2 separate regions of the Mus musculus genome follow, and region 1 is linked to region 2. The links are chromatin contacts, called in public Hi-C maps. All regions are on one chromosome and are shown on one strand. The core of a region is the stretch at or near the end of the contact, and the rest is flanking DNA. Distances in the headings are between cores, read along the strand shown. Region 1 overlaps Msh3 (mutS homolog 3). Region 2 overlaps Rasgrf2 (RAS protein-specific guanine nucleotide-releasing factor 2).

Evidence for each region. Hi-C and Micro-C count contacts between places; a contact is called where the count stands out from the background.
Region 1: a Hi-C map of cerebral cortex shows a contact between it and region 2, with 2.0 times the contacts expected there. The contact joins two enhancer-like sites. A contact is called at or near these places in 1 of 15 datasets of contacts at CTCF or cohesin (large pre-B cells), 14 of 484 Hi-C or Micro-C datasets (the AML12 cell line, Sertoli cells, cerebral cortex and 8 more) and 3 of 115 datasets of contacts at active chromatin or transcription factors (T-cell acute lymphoblastic leukemia, kidney and oligodendrocyte precursor cells).

The regions. Positions count from the first base shown.
Region 1 is chr13:92,244,982-92,250,528 of GRCm38.p6, reverse strand. Msh3 (mutS homolog 3) reads left to right here. Exons shown (of 24, transcript NM_010829.2): 19 at 591-702. Among named protein-coding and RNA genes, the nearest start is that of Dhfr, 110 kb to the left of the region's middle. Within about 2 kb of position 2,763, at least 8 of the 459 cell types and tissues checked have an H3K27ac peak or open chromatin away from gene starts, as enhancers often do. A contact at or near this core is called in cerebral cortex and cortical neurons, where this site is marked.
Region 2 is chr13:91,912,472-91,917,945 of GRCm38.p6, reverse strand. All of the region lies in intron 19 of Rasgrf2 (RAS protein-specific guanine nucleotide-releasing factor 2), which reads left to right. Among named protein-coding and RNA genes, the nearest start is that of Gm46435, 9.2 kb to the left of the region's middle. Within about 2 kb of position 1,390, at least 61 of the 459 cell types and tissues checked have an H3K27ac peak or open chromatin away from gene starts, as enhancers often do. A contact at or near this core is called in cerebral cortex and cortical neurons, where this site is marked.

The DNA.
Region 1 (5,547 bases), core at 1,514-4,013, 330 kb before region 2:
AAGTATGATGGAGGGTATAGAGTGGTTGACAGGGCCAATGGCAAAGCTCTACATTTGCAATGGGGTGGGGGGTAGGGGACAGACGCAGGGCCAAACAGACCTTTCTTAGTCATGGAAGTGACTGAGACAGGTCTCAAAACTCGAGCCAGGCTCAGGTTTGTCCTTCAGGCCCAAATCAGGGCCAAAAAGGGTCCCAACACATGTGCTGACTTGATCTTAGATGATGACAGACAAATGAAAACTGAAATCGCATGAAGATAGACTTCACAAGGCTTGCTGAGTCTTGTCCTTCAATGTGCTGCTGGTCCCAGTTCCTGATTTCTGACTAGTTGATGAGGAGTTGAACTCTTAGTCTTAGTCCTTACCTCATGTGCTCTTGAGGTCTAAGACTTTGTTGTCTCTCTTCCCTATTGAGTACTGAAGGTTTTCATGCTGTGTCAGTATAGCCAGGGTGGCTTCAAACTCACAGACGTCTCCGGGCCTCAGCCTCCCGTGCTGAGATTTAAGGTGTATCACCATGCCAAGCTAGTCAGTGGTTCTTTTTAAAAGCTCCTTTTGTGTCTTCGAGTTGATGAAACTTATTTTTTCAGGCCAACTCTACAAGAAGAAAAGAAGATCATCATAAAAAATGGAAGGCACCCTATGATTGATGTGTTGCTGGGTGAACAAGATCAGTTTGTGCCCAACAGTACGAGTTTATCAGTAAGTACCTCATGACACCCAAAACCAGTGTGTGGTAAGGATTATAACTTTGTATCAAATATTTTCATATCTGATTTTATCCTCAACTTTAAGTGGACCAATCCCAGGCATAGTTTTTTTGTTTTGGTTTGGTTTTTTGTTTTTTTTTGAGACAGGGTTTCTCTGTATAGCCCTGGCTGTCCTGGAACTCACTTTGTAGGCTGGCCTCAAACTCAGAAATCTGCCTGCCTCTGCCTCCCGAGTGCTGGGATTAAAGGTGTGTGCACCATGCCTGGTCCCAGGCATAATTTTATTTTCACCAATTGTGCAATTGGTATAATTCCCAATGGAAAATATCCGTAGATACAAAGATTTAGCAACTAAAGACAATTATGTTACTTCTTGTATATAACCCAATAAAAATACTTTATATTCAGAAATATGTTAATGATGTTGGAATTATACAACGCCTTTTCAAATTTTCATTAGCATACGGCATTAGCATGTTCTATGTTGCACTATTTTCAAATGCTCTGAAAACACATAAGTGATTAGCTGTTCTAGGCTAGAGATCTCTTAGAGGACACTGATGATGCTACATTAGTACCCCAGAGTAAAGCAAGATCTCAGAGCTGTTGGTATTGTCAGTGATGGCAAGATTTAGGAAGCGGGGAACAGGGCTTTGGGAAGGAGAGCATGAAACAAGATAATGGGTAAGAAAAGTTAGAGTTGTCCACAGGATTACTGAGACCATCTAAACTGTCAGCTGGGTTTCTTTAGAGGATGACATCAAGGATGCTAACTGAGGTTTGTGGATGCCTGCAGTAAGGGCAACTGTGGGAGGGCCCTAAAGAAACAAAAATGTGTGGATCCTGAATGGAAAAGCGCAGCAAGATACAGCCTGTGCATGACAGGAGTGTCACAGAGTGGTTGGATACAGAGTATTAGAGAGCAGTCTATGCATGACAGGAGTGTCACAGAGTGGTTGGATACAGAGTATTAGAGAGCAGTCTATGCATGACAGGAGTGTCACACAGAGTGGTTGGATACAGAGTATTAGGTTTTTAAGTCAGTGGGAGAACTGAGCTGTAAGAGAGAAGTTTGCAGGGTGTTGGGACAGTAGCAGCATTCCAAGTTGGGCCCCAGAGCAAAGACCTCTGACGTCGTCGTTTGAGCAGTCATACGTGTGTGAAGTAAGATGAAAAGCTTTGAGTTCTGTCTACTGTCATGTTCCCTATCATGCCATACAGGGTTTGATAGTAGCTTCCAATCTGTGTGTTGGGCCTGTTCAAACTGTTTCATTGAAGTGCCACAGATGGAGTGGTTATAGACAACAGAAGTTATCTTTCATGACTCTGAAGACAGAATTGAAGACAGGGTGGGTGTCTGTACCTTGTGGGAGCTGGCTTTGTACTTTTAGTGTGGCACCTTTTATTGTGTCCTCACTTGGTGGGAGAAGGGGAGGTCCCTCTCAGTCCCTGTATATTAATCACATCTTAAAGACCCTTGACACTGTCATCGTAGGATTTATAATTCCCTGAGAACAGGGGAGAGGCATAGACATTCGGACCATAGCAACCAGATGTGTATGCTATCAGTTGTCATATAAGTTAATAAATACTAATCTTAATTGTCTTTAAGGCAAAGCCTATATGAGAATAAGACCTGTGTTTTTAGTTTTCATAGCAATAGTATATAGCTTCTCTAGAGAGAGTAATATAGTTCTAATATCTAATAGCTTGGCTCGTATTTAATGGATAAATACCCGTGAAACATGTTGTGTTTCTGCTCATGCCTGTCCACAGATCCAAGGATCTTACCCTTGCCACTGCTACTTTATTTCTTTTTTCCTTATGTTTTCATTTTCTTCTTAAAAAATAATCTATTATATTTTTTAATAAGTCAAATTTGAAGAATTAAAGCAGCCTTCTAATCAAGGAGCATTTTAAAGAATCATTAACTCATGTATTTAGATCTTTACAAGGTAAGTGTAGTAGTTTTTCCTGGTTAGACAGCTTAGAATGTCCCAGAATATTCGTTTCTTTTACATATGCTTTTCCTAACTTGAGTAGGAGTTGATATAGCCTGTTGCTATGGTGAAGCGCATTCTGTTTCTCAGGGTATAAATTTATATACAGGGATGTTGTAGAGAAAGAACTTACTATGTAAGATTCTATCTAAAATGTACTCTGCCTATTAACTTATAAACTATACCCTGGCAGAAAAGTCCTCAAAGTTAGGTAGCATTGTTACTTCTGATAATTACATCATTTTGAGAATTCACCTTTCTTACATCTAAATGATGCTAGCTTTCCTGGGCTCTGTGTTAATGAAATCATTATGTTCTCATGAGCAAAGAAAGTCTTTCTGACTTTCCCTCTCTCAGTTTTAGGAATCTTTTCTGTCTCCGCTTTGTCCTCCATCTGCCTCCTCCAGTGCAGTCCTCCGTTCACTTCCCCTTGTAGCCTCTGCTAACCTGCCTCGACTCCCTCCTGCTTGCCCTCATCTGTGCATTCCAGCTGTTTGGGACTCACAGAACTGCCTTTGGGCTTGGCAGATGGTATTCCCTCCACAGAGAATGTCCTCCTTCCCCATCTCACCCATCCTGCCTCCCGCCTCGCATCATCACAAGCTCTGCTGTTTCTCCCTCTTAGATGCCTCCTGGCTTGAAGCCTTCCCTCACCAGTGCTCTGATGATAGATCCTACACCCCACACCCACTGCCCTGTGTCGCCCCTGCTTTGTACTGATGCTTGTTCTTGTTGGTGTGCTTCCCAAAGGGTTCCAGCTTGACAAGGACAGGCAGTGTACACGTCTACACTGTGTAGGTGCCATACCAGTGCCCACAGCACACCACTAATACACAGCAGGCTCCTACTCACAGTGTTACTGAGACGCCTTCAGCAGGCTCCAAATCTCACTTGAAATTTTTCTTCTTTTTCTTCTAGAAAATGTTAGTTTTTCGGAATTGGGGATTTTTCAGTTTACAGAATATTACACTGAAGAAATAGAAGAAAAATGAGATACTACAGCGTAACTCCTCTTCATACCCATGATAGACTAATTCTCAGAATGGGAAAGCCATGTCAAGGCTGTCTGAGTTGAGCCTTAGATAATTTCTTGAAACATGGGCATAGTCTAGGGCAAATGGTGCTTTTCACCCATGCTTACTGCCTGGAAAACATAGGAAATGATGCCAGTTTAACTCCACACTGGAATAAAACAAGAGAGGGAGTTGGCTCTGGCCAGGCAGATGTTGGCCCCAGGGCTGTGACTGTCCCTTAAGGGTTAAGGAGTTGGTACCTGTACTGGCTAGTTTTGTGTCAACTTGACATAGGCTGGAGTTGTCACAGAGAAAGGAGCTTCAGTTGGGGAAATGCCTCTGTGAGATCCAACTGCAAGGCATTTTCTCAATTAGTGATCAAGTGAGGAGGTCCCCTTGTGTGTGGTGCCATTTCTGGACTGGTAGTCTTGGGTTCTATAAGAGAGCAGGCTGAGCTAGCCAGTAAAGAACATCCCTCCATGGCCTCTGTATCAGCTCCTGCTTTCTGACCTGCTTGAGTTCCAGTCCTGACTTCTTTCAGTGATGAAAAGCAATGTGGAAATGTAAGCTGAATAAACCCTTTCCTCCCCAATTTGCTTCTTGGTCATGATGTTTTGTGCAGGAATAGAAACCCTGACTAAGACAGTACCTTATATCCTCATGACCTTGTAAAAAAATAAGGACACACTGCTTGGGGCAGTCATATTATGGACTGTCCTGTGACTATTTGTTTATTGACCCAAATGGCTATCTGGTGGGTGGGCTTTTGAAAGCAGTGCGAGTTCTTGTATTTTGGTTTTGAGATAAGTGATATAAATTCAACTGTGTTGCTTTAGGAAGTACTGTTGCATGGGAGAGAAAATGAGTCTAGTGTGCAAAGAGAATCTCCAGGAAGCCCCTGAACTGTGGATCTCTTTAGGTTGTGGGAAATCTACTGCCTAAGTGCCCTAGAGGCAAGTACTAGGGTCCAGGTCAAGAAGTAACCTGAGGTTCTTTAGTCCTCAGTACTGTCTATGGTGTGTAGTAGACACATATTTCTTTGTATATAAGAATGTTTGAAGCTGGTAAGAATGAGGACCAACTGCCCAGTTTCCTCTTCCCTCCCAGTACAAGTTGTTTTAGATGCCCAGTAATACTTGCTTTGGCTACAAATTAAATGTAACATTAGTTGAATCAACTGTAGTCATTGACTTTATCCCTAATTACCAAGTACAATGATAATGCCTTACCTAAAACATCTGAGTTTTAAGCTTGACTTCATTTCCTGGCTAGATTATACAAATAGGATCACTGTCGTGTGTGTGTGTGTGTGTGTGTGTGTGTGTGTGTGTGTGTGTGTGTTTTATATAGTGTGATAATTAGATAAATGAACTGAAGGATGAAAGTGAAGGAGGAAGATTAGAGATGCATTTTTAATTATATGTGTGCACATGTGTCTGTGTGTGAGTATGTGCACATGGGTGTAAGTGCTTGTGGAGGCCAGAGAGCTCACCAGCTCCACTGGAGCTGGAATGGTTGGGATGCCTGACATGGGTGCTGGGAACTCTGAAGAGCTGAAGGGACATCTAACCTGGGCCATCTCTTAGCTCCAGGGAAGTATGAATGGTACTTACTTTGTATTATAGGGCTTGTATCTTGTATCTCCTCTCTTGTTTCTGAAACACTGAGAAGGCAGTTGTTCGATACTAACTTGATTTATTAACCTCCATATATATGCATGTGTTTCTGTGTGAGTGCAGCTCTGTGTATGGGTGCTCTTAGGGGACAAAAGAGGACACCAGATCCTCTGGAGCAGAGTTGTAGGTAGCTGTGCACCACCTGATG
Region 2 (5,474 bases), core at 141-2,640:
TGCGGTGGAGTGTGGGGACAGGCAGAGGAAGCAAAGACTTCAAACCCTTAAGGAGAGTTACCAGGCCACCTAAGGACAAGAAAACTCCTGAAAGCAACCCAGCCACAGTCCTGCTTACCCACCAGTGGAAAGTCAAGATGAGAGGGGTCAGAGAGAGTTGCAGGGTCGGTTTCCTGAGACATGGGGAAGGGACAGAGTTGCTTCTCCATCAGTCAGCTGTGGAAGTCACAGTTTGAGGAAGCCATCAGCCATATGCCCTGAGGGAGGATGCCACATAAGGTGTTTGCTGGGGCACAGTGAGGAACTCTGCAGCCTGTCAGATACTGGGAGAGTCTGGAAGTGCCAGATTGGAAATCCAGGACCTTGGGGAGTTGAAAATGACTCACAAGAGGCCAGACATTACCTGGGTCAGGTAAGCTGCCAAAGTGCCCAGCAGAGTCCTCTTCAAAATCCTATCAACATGCCCACAAGAGGCAAGCTAATCACTGTGCCTCTGTCACAACCAGAGGAGCCAAAGCCCAGGTGACCCACCTGCATATCACACCAGACTTAGCTCTTTCCCCCCAAGTGTCTGCAGCCACAGCTAAGGTGGACGGTTAAAGTGGAGGGAGCTGAAGGAACCTTTTATGCCACTTTCCAGGCTTAGACCAGGCCAGGTGTGGAGAGAGTCACACATGTTACTTGTGTGGACTGCACAAGACCGTAGTTGCAGCCAAAAGGCCCCAGGAGGGTAGCACCTGCGGACAGTGGAGGCAACTGAACAGGCCTGGCTAGAGGCCATGAGGGTGACTGGTGACTCCACTCATGGTCCTGCTTCTGTTCAGAGCCCGTTTCACTGGCTGCGTTCAAATAACCCAGCCATCAAGTTTCTAACTCAGTTCAGTCTTCTTACAGGAATGTTGTGGCAAACTAAGAAAAACATATTTATCTGAAAAAAATGAAGGATTTTTATTATTGAATTACATGGTTTCTTCCTTTTTATTGAGCTGTGCTAGACTTCACATAAATGGTCCTGAGCTTAAGTGTGTAGTTCAGTGATCACTGTAGTGACCAAATCCCTGAAATCCCATCCTGTTCAAGACAGAGAACCCATTCCCTAATAACTGAGGTAATACTCCAGGGAGAGGCATGAGTCTGTACTAACAAGGCTCTCATCACTGAGGGTGTGGCTGGGTACCTAAGAGATGGGGTGGGGTGGGGAGTAAAGACTGATTTACAATGAGACCCCTGCTTTGGCATTTGCTGGCTCAGGTTCTAGACATCTTCCCCTAGAAAAATCCAGATAATGGCAGTTCTTCCTGTGAGCCATGGGGATAATGACATGAGGTGACTCATGTAGTGGGCTGGTGTAGATGGCTGCTCTTGGGGGAGGGAGTCTGAGTCTATACCCTGACCTCAGGTAAGCAGAATGCCAGCCCTACAGCTGACTGGCAGAGCTGCTGAATCCTCAGAGGGCATCTGCTGCCCTCTGAGGTCTTTAGGAGATTGGTAGAAATGCTGCACTTTATCCGCACTGCCCAGCGCAGCGGCTTCTGAACACATGTAGCTGATTGGTCTCCTGCGGGTAGCATTGAGGTTTTATCACTTAATTAAAATGAGATCGCTATAAATACAAACCAGAGATCTGTCAGGAAAGGACCCAAGGCTGAGACCGGAGTTCTCGCAGCCTTGCCCCCATGGTCTCTGGCACAGCCATGGTAAGAAGCTGAGGAGGAGGCCCCTCCTTGTGGAGAGAAAACCAAACCTTTACATAATTCCAGTGTGGTAGTGAAGTCACAGGAGAAGATGGAAGCCCCTCCCTCCCCTGGAAGGAAAGGACCAGAGTGCCTCCCTGTGTCCTGCCACAGAAATAGGAATGTGCCTGAGTGAGTCACAGAGACCAGAGAAGCAGGCACTGGTGCTATTGATCCCCACTGGGAAGCTTGCTCAAGGATGTCTGGGTCAGAGGGGGATGCAACTGCCCTCCCTCCCTCCTTCCCTCCCTTCCAACTGTTGCTTATTTTGTCAGTGGTTTAATTAATTATTTATTTATTTCTTGGCTTCACGCTACGAAACACAGAACTCAGTGTCTCGTCAGAGGGTTCAGATGCATCCTTTGTTCTGGATCTGAAGTGGGGGTTGAGCCAGGACAAGCATCACACAGCTTTTGGTGTGGGTGGGAGAATGCAATTTGTAAGAAACCACTGAACAGGCAGCTGCTGTCACCTTTACTGACAGCTCTTGGCAGACCGACCACGCTGTCCTATCCCAGGACTCAGTCCCTCTGTCTATGCCCATTCCTGCTTTTGTCCATTGGCTTCCAGTAGTTTTCCATACATATGCCCAGCCTACCCTCCGCTCCCAAGCAGTGGCTCCACCTTTCCACTTGTGAGGCAGCCTCAGTGTAGGGATGCCTAACCACTGAGCTCTCTACAGAATGAGGATCCCCGTCTGTGCTTCAGGCTCCTCTGCCCCGCAAGAGTGCTTCCTGTCTTGCGTCTCCTGAAGATGCCCAGGGATGTATACCCCCACCCCACCCCCAATTTTCACCACAGGAAGGTGCTTTGATTTCCAGGGGAACTGTGTGCTGGTGCTCTGAACAAAAGAGGAAGCATTTGGCTGCTTTAGCACAATCTAGAGGCCAGCTTGAGGTTTGCTGTTGTTTTATGATATGGGGAACCAGGTCTTTTACGAAGGTCTTTTAAATGCTTTTCTTAGGAGGTAGCCTCTCTGTGGGGATGCTTTTTTTTTTTTATGTAACAGCCTTGTAATTTTACAAATGTCTCCAAAGCTCCTATTATTCCATGTGTCAGTCACTGTTCTAAGCTCTCGGGGGTAACTCATTGTCCCTGCTTTTCATTTCCGAAGGGAAGAAGGCAGATGTACTCGTTAGCCCAGCTCTACAGAAGAGGACACTGCGGCTCAGAGTTGGTTTTGTTTCTGTGATTACATAGAAAGCAACAGGCAGTGCCCAGATCTCCTCCCAGCCTCCTGGCTATGCAGTCTGTGCTCCCAAACCCAAAAGGATTCTCCATCTATCTAATCAACTCTTGGGGTATTGCAAGCTCAAGGTATAAAACAGGAGACTCCACTTCTGATACAAAATACCATGTTGACACTGGCAGTGCTTTTTGGTTCTATTTCTAAATATTACCCTAGAAACATTTCTTTCATGTCCAAGTCTGTTTTCTGTTGTCCAACACATAGGATTTATATTTGCTATAGATTAGCATGGGGCAGAACATTGTGATGTCCCTCTGATAATTGCTGGAGCACCACTCAGTTTTGGATATCAACAGGCATATAAAGGCCTTAAGAAATTCTGCCTTAATAGACAACTTGGAAGATGTCCCACTGCTCAAAGGTATCAAGATACCATCAAAGTTCCTGAGCCTCTCCACAGCAAGTCAGAGCTAACAGGGATTCTCAGACCGAGGTGATAAAATTTAGTCTCAACCTGAGATGCTAATGGTAATGAAATAATTCTTTTTAATACCAGGTTCATTGTCTAGTGCTTCAGTCATGCGAATGGCCTCATACATAATCAAACTGGATGATCTGTGAGCTATGTACTTTCTTACCCCTTCATAATTGCTGTCAATTACTTCTAGTTGTCCACCAATTCCTGACAACAAAGGGATTCTAGGTATCTAGTAGCATAAAGTATTGTTTTGCTCACAAACTCACCTTTCCCAAAGCAGGAGCCAACAGAGACTAGAGAATGCTCTGCTTAACTGACTTAGGCCAGCAACTCTAACTTCTCAGTCCCCTAAGTTTCTAAACTCATAGGCCGATGATAACCTTGGTCTGTACAACATTTGAGCCTGTTGTGGCTCTCATTTGATCTTTCTCATCCCTCTGAGTGAGACCAGGGACATCCTTTTCCCTCTTAGTTCTTAAAGATCCTGGGTCAAAAGGGACTCCAAGGGAAGAAACCTGACTACCTGAGCAGAAGTGTGTCCCAGCGTGCACATGCCTGCTTTCTCAGGGGGACCTGGGTGAGTGATCTGTATGGGGCTCTTATAGAGAACTGGATTACTTGTCAGACTCAAATATTGAATGTAAGCTATTATCTGAGAAGTTTGTGTTTACTTTTTGTGTCTGTGAATCCTGGGCACTCTCTGGGATCTGTTGTTGTGTGTGTGTTTGTTCGTTTGTTTAGGTTGGTTTTGGTTTTAGCTTTTTCCTTTTTGTTCTTCGGTTTTTTTCCTTCCTGTGTTGGATGAATAGGCAATCAAGTTTTCTTATTGAAAAATCCTAGTTTAATACTTGCCACATTCCCCTAGTTCTCTCTCCATCTCTACATTTGTCCTTTAAAGTCCCCTCAAGCTCACCAGGTTTCTCTTAGTAGTGATGAGGCATTTATAATGGGACCCATTAGCCATTGTGAACTAAAGTAGGCAGTTAATACACCAATGTCCTTGGAGGGCCACGCTTTCTCTTCTCTTTTGTCACTATGACTTCTACTAAAGTACTAAAAGTCAGTTTCCCACAGAACCCCTAAGAGCCTTTTGGCAATGAAAAGTGAAGGTGAAGTCAATTTCTTATCGTCTAAGAAATCACTAAGAATTAGCACATTAAATCTGACTGCTCTGATAGACTCTTGTGATTATATTCTGATGTTGCTTTTTGTGTGGTGGTTTGAATATGCTTGGCCCAGGGAGTGGTACTATTTGGAGGTGTGGCCTTATTGGAGTAGGTGTACCTTGTTGGAGGAAGTGTGTCACTGTGGGTGTGGGCTTTAAGACTTTCATCCTAGCTGCCTGGAAGCCAGTCTTCAAGCTGCCTTTGGAACACGAGGTGGAACTCTCAGCTCCTCCAGCCCCAACATCTGCCGGGATGCTGCCATGCTCCCAACTTGATGATAATGGACTGAACCTCTGAATCTGTAAGATAGCCCCAATTAATCATCCTTTATAGGAGTTGCCTCGGTCATGGAGTCTGTTCACAGCAGTAAAACTGTAACTAAGACAAGGTATTGTGGGAGTAAGGCTTCCTACTCCTCTTTAGCTTCTTTCTTCTCTCACAATCACCCTTGGACCTCGAAAGCATGACTGAGGACTGTGAGGTACAGCCATATCCTCATCAGAAGAATGATGGCCAGATATGTGCTATGATGTCATCGGTCCTTGTTTCACTTGGACCAGGGCTCTCACCACTGCAGAGCATCCTGAGGACATCAGGAGCCAACCTCACACTCATACAGCCCCTGGCTCCCTCAGCCTCTGGCTCCTACTACCTGCTGCCCTTTTTCTGTGTTTCTTTCCCCAACTCTGCTCCCAGATACCAGTAACTTGAACTCTGAGTCTCTGCATCAAGTCTTCCCTTGGATTAACATCAACAATGCTTCCTATGGACTGAGTGTCTCCCCCGTGGGGCAGAAACGAGTTGTCTCCAATTCTTTGCCTTTTTACATGGATGGACCACATCGTCTCCTGGTGCTTTTCTAAGGTTTAGATTAGATGTAAGCTCAAGGATCATTGCAGCAACAGTTG